Regions from separate parts of the Mus musculus genome. Here region 1 is linked to region 2. Evidence: chromatin contacts called from public promoter capture Hi-C data. All regions are on one chromosome and are shown on one strand. The core of a region is the stretch at or near the end of the contact, and the rest is flanking DNA. Distances in the headings are between cores, read along the strand shown.

Region 1 (2,700 bases), core at 127-2,626, 2.6 Mb after region 2:
CCAGGGCTACATCGTGAGACCCCTGTCTCCAAAACAGAAAAGAAAAAATTATTACTCAAAGACATTTTTAAGAGGTGAAGTAGTTAGGGGCCAGCGCCCACCTAACCTTGGCTCCCCCTTCCGGGTATTTTAAAACTGGAGGCAGAGGTCTGGAGATCCAACTGTTTGCAAAGAAAAGGGAACAGCTCCTAGGAAGGGCCTCCAGCTGAATGATAACGCAACAGTCCTTGGGGTTTTACCCTTCTCACCTCCGTTTTGTCAGGAGACAATCCTATCTTTCGTGTATCTTAGAATCAGTCTATAGGAGTAGTAATTGACTTCTCTAGTTCCTAAACCTAAGTGTTACCCCTAGGGTGCCACCACCCTAGTCACAGGGTCTGCAGAAGGCAGGGACAGGATTCCATAAGTAAGGCTTGAACGCCAAGATAAAGGAGTTGGTTACCGCTTTCCAATACTACTGAACTTGTGATTGACCAAGGAAGAGTTTTAAAATACACGTGTTCTCACACTCCAGACCCAAAGAAGGGAGAGCAATGCTCCACTGGTATGTGAGCCGAGCAGACAGATCCGGCGAGCAAAGGTCTATCAAAAGCGTGAAAAGGTTTTACATTTACAAAAAGCCTGAAGGCTAGGGAGAAACCGAGAAGTGAGGGCGGCCGGGAGGGGCCTCTCGCAAAATAGGCGGAGTCGCTTTCGCCCGGGCTCCCGGTACCCAACGCGCTGTCGGACTTTGTGGGCGTTCCTCAGGGAAGCAGAACCCAAGTGCTTCTTACCCGCCTCATACGCCCGTTGGACAGCAAGTCGGCGATCCCCTTGGCAGCGTCGTTTTTCTCCGCCACGCAGAGAACTTTTCGCACTCCTCGGAAGGCCACTTCCATGGCAGCGCGGGACAGGGCACGGCCTCCAGGCCGTCGGTGCCACTGAAACGCTAAGAGGGTGACCGGGAAGATCATTCCCTAGGTCCTGCTCCAGCAGCAACTCCACGGGTGCCCGTGCATGCTGGAGAACCCAGAGGAAAAGCCACGAGGAACTGTGAGAGCCACCTTAATAAATGCAGTTTTTCCAGGCAACTGCCGCCTCGATCAGAAACCCACACGTCCGAGTCTCGCTTAAACTCGCGCTCACAGACAACTTCCGCCCACTGCGCCACTAAGCAGCCTTGAACTACAACTCCCAGAATGCCTCATGCCCTGTGCACGTTCCTCCAACACCGTTTCTCCTCCTCCCTTCCACCCCACTGTATTCTACTTTCCTTTTCTTTATGACAATGGGTAGTTAACGGGACTTGTCCTCTGGAAGATCTGATTGGCAGGGCCTCTTAAAAGGCGCCACTAACTTGGAAGTCTGTGTGGGCGTTTCCGGGTCACGCGACGCTGATGCTGGGGAGTCATGTGATACCAAGATGGCGGTGCCGCGGTAGCTTCCCTGGGACAGTACGGTCCTAGGAGCGGCGACAGTTTCTGCCCTTAGGTCGTGGGGAGACTCATTTGACTGATTCTGCGGTAGCCCGTGGCGAGGATTAATGACACGATCAGAGCTGGGACTGTTGATGTCGCCGGTAGGTTCCGGGGAGTGCTGGTGACCTAGCTTCAGGAACCTTGCGCCGGCCCGGGCAAACGCTGGAGAATGGCCAGCCTCCGTCATCTGGACCTGCAGCTTTGGAGTTCATGAGGCTTGCCCAGGGCATCACAGGTCCCAAACCTTGAGAGTCTGCGGCAATTCGAGTTCTTCGTTGTGTGACAGGGCAGTTTAGGATCCCCGGAAGTGCAAAGAAGGCCGCAAGAACTTCGTTTTCGCATCCAGAGGCCTGACTCTCCCTCCGACCAACCCTACATTATTTTCCATTTCCTCTCAATGTGCTTGCCATATTTCAGGAAATATGATCAGCGCCCCTGATGTGGTGGCCTTCACCAAGGAAGATGAATACGAGGAAGAACCTTACAATGAGCCCGCTTTGCCTGAGGAGTACTCAGTCCCTCTCTTTCCTTATGCCAGCCAGGGGGCAAACCCCTGGTCTAAACTGTCTGGGGCCAAGTTCTCCAGGGACTTCATCCTCATTTCCGAGTTCTCTGAGCAGGTGGGACCCCAGCCCTTGCTTACCATCCCCAATGACACCAAAGTTTTTGGCACTTTTGATCTTAATTACTTCTCTTTGCGGATTATGTCGGTGGATTACCAGGCTTCATTCGTAGGCCATCCTCCCGGTTCTGCCTACCCCAAGTTGAACTTTGTGGAAGACTCTAAAGTGGTACTGGGAGACTCTAAGGAAGGGGCCTTTGCATATGTGCACCACCTCACCTTGTACGACCTGGAGGCCAGGGGCTTTGTGAGGCCCTTTTGTATGGCTTATATCTCCGCAGACCAGCATAAAATCATGCAGCAGTTCCAAGAGCTCTCGGCCGAATTTTCCAAAGCATCTGAGTGCTTGAAGATGGGCAACAGGAAGGCATTCGCTGGGGAACTTGAAAAAAAGCTGAAAGACTTGGATTACACAAGGACAGTGCTACACACAGAAACCGAGATCCAGAAGAAAGCCAACGACAAGGGTTTTTATTCTTCTCAGGCGATTGAGAAAGCCAATGAACTGGCCAATGTGGAGAAGTCCATCATCGAACATCAAGATTTGCTGAGGCAGATCCGCTCATACCCTCGTCAGAAGACGAAGATCCCTGACTTGCAGCCTGGTGATACAGAGCATAC
Region 2 (2,700 bases), core at 121-2,620:
GAAAAAAAAAAAAAAAAAAAAAAAAAAAAGAGTTAGTGACTAGGGGCTGGAGAATAGCTCAGTGGCTACTTATCAAGAGGTCCCAGGTTTGATTCCCAGAGCTCTCACGGTAGTTTTAAACGGTCTATAACGGGATCTGAATGTCCCCCTTTGGTGTGCAGGCATACATTGGAAAAACTGACACCCCCCCCCTTCTCTCTCTCTCTATATATATACATATATATATATAAAAAAGAGAATGACTATCTATCTTTTTGCCTCCACTTCCCAAGTGCTATGATTACAGGTGTGCACCACCATGTTCATTTATGCAGTTCTGGGGACTGAGCCCAGGGCTTTGAGTGTGCTAGCCAGGCACTCTACCTAGCCAAGTTACAGCTGCTACCAGAAACTCTACTTTCTAAACAAAACATGCATCTTTAAAAAAAAGTTATTTGAGAGACTTTCCAACATATCTAAGTAGCCAACAAAAATGAGTAGCATTCCTCCATATGCATGAGATCTATTAAAACAATCTGAGGCCTCAGGATGCACAATTACCTGATGGAGTGTGTGTTCTGTCACTACAGTCTTGGTCTCTACATCCCAAACCTTCACAGTTCCATCGTCTGAGCTGGTGGCACAGAGGTTGTATTGTCCAGGGTGATGAGAAAAAGTGAAACCAGATACTCTTTCAGTGTGTCCCACCAACTCTCCTACCACTGCAAGCAAAACCAGACTTGGTTAACTAAAGCACTATCCAGACAGTTAGCCTGCATGTTGCTGGACAAACAACAAGCAGATAAACAGAAGTCACTTAACACACATGGAACAGAAACATCCACAGACGAAAGACAGAAACGCTGGGTGTCATCACCACTCATCTTACAGACATCACCGTCAAGTAATTGCCCAGCGGGATCAGAGAAGGGAGAACAGCCCCCACCCCAGGGGGCGTACTAGGGGCCGGCAGGGCCTTGGCCAAGCAGGAAGGCCAGGAGCACCCTAAACGCCGGGTCTAGGCTGGGTCAGTCCCTCCAAGCGAGAGAGGCCACGTGCGCGCGCCGCCGGACCCGGCGACTTACAGAACTCCCCCAAGAGGACGGCAGGAAGGACTGCGCCGACCCGTGAGGGGCTCACCTCGAAACGGGGGCGCCCCTGGGCTCGCGCCCGCACCCGGACCCACGCGGACGAGGAAGACGGAGGTCCGCGCAGCGAAGCCAAAGATGCCTCCGGGCGCCGCGTCGCTGCAGCGTGAGCAGTACCAGTTGGGGGACGGCGGCAGCGTCCGCGGCTCCGGCTTCATCTCCGCGGCCGCCCAAGCTCAGCAGAGGAGCTCTGGGACGGTGGTTCGCAACCGCGGCGTGGAGCGGGAGGGGGCGGGATCGATTTAAACCCCGCCCCTGGAGGCGGGCGCTACGGAGCGCGTTGAGGCCCAACCCGCGCCTCTCGCTCCCGTGCGCCGCCTGGAACTAAATTCCAGGTCCTGAGGTTACATATTTTCCTTAATTAAGGATTTAGACCTGTGGAACCCGCCAACCAGCCACTGAGCACACACGCACACGCACACGCACACGCACACACACACACACACACACACGCTAAATAAATAATAAAGGCCAACACACACACACATACACACACACACACACACACACACACACACACACACGCGCTAAATAAATAATAAAGGCCAACATGATGTGAAATACCCTGTTTCTACCAACCTCAAGGTTGACTAAGAGATGAGCTAATGCGTTTGTGTGCATTTACCGCCATATATACCTGTATTTAACTAAAGCTCCTTATTTTGTCCAATCCAGCAAGGCAAGTATTATTAAGCGAGAAACATCTGGGACAGATTGGACAAGGCAGTTCAGTATCCCAATTAAGTTTTTTTTTTTTTGGGGGGGGGGGGTTCGAGACAGGGTTTCTCTGTATAGCCCTGGCTATCCTGGAACTCACTCTGTAGACCAGGCTGGCCTCGAACTCAGAAATCCGCCTGCCTTTGCCTCCCGAGTGCTGGGATTAAAGGCGTGCGCCACCATGCCTGGCAAGTTTTTGTTTGTTTGTTTGTTTGTTTGTTTTTAAATGCTACATAGCGGCGTACTTTTCCAGTTTTTGGGAGGTGTTTTAAAGACAGATGCAAGAGTGTATTTAGCTGAAATACTAAAAGAATGAATCTGAGCTCTGGCTCAGCACTCAGGCAGGAGGATTGCCATGTGCTCCAGGCTAGGCAGCCTGGGCTATAGTATGAGAGCCTGTCAAAATAAATGAAATGAGTCAGGAATCAGAAAGGACAGGAAGAGACTCTGTAGTTGGGTGGGAATTCTGATTCCTGATACTGGGGTATTCAAAGATTAAAGAGCAGAGGTTTGACATCCCGCCTCCTGCTTAATGGAGTGCCTATGCTGTGAGAACTAGTTAGTGGTGTGGAGGGAAAAAAGAATTGAACTCTGCTTACAACTCAAACCCAAGCAACTTGTTCAGATTCGACTGTACTTCTGTACTGCTGTTAGCCCTTCCTGAATGTGGCATATGGAAACTTGCAATGGCTATCATTAATAGAGAGCCCTTACCTATGCTAGCATAGCCTAAGGGCACTAAATTCAGGGTTACCAGACTCCACATTGATCACTAGTTTTGCCAGGAGCACACAAACGCATTAGCTCGTCTCTTAGTCTTTATTATTTATTTAGTGTGTGTGTGTGTGCTCATATT

Evidence for each region. Capture Hi-C pulls out chosen DNA fragments and counts their contacts.
Region 1: a promoter capture Hi-C map of adipose tissue shows a contact between it and region 2. The contact joins the promoter of Smcr8 here to the promoter of Gemin5 in region 2. A contact is called at or near these places in 2 of 39 promoter capture datasets (liver and pre-B cells) and 1 of 9 other capture datasets (adipose tissue).

Annotation. Positions count from the first base shown.
Region 1 is chr11:60,776,149-60,778,848 of GRCm38.p6, forward strand. Smcr8 (Smith-Magenis syndrome chromosome region, candidate 8 homolog (human)) reads left to right here and starts at 1,377. Exons shown (of 2, transcript NM_001085440.1): 1 at 1,377-2,700. The coding sequence starts at 1,880. Top3a (topoisomerase (DNA) III alpha) reads right to left here and starts at 1,217. Exons shown (of 19, transcript NM_009410.3): 1 at 774-1,217. The coding sequence starts at 953.
Region 2 is chr11:58,167,169-58,169,868 of GRCm38.p6, forward strand. Gemin5 (gem nuclear organelle associated protein 5) reads right to left here and starts at 1,371. Exons shown (of 28, transcript NM_172558.3): 1 at 1,120-1,371; 2 at 541-701. The coding sequence starts at 1,285.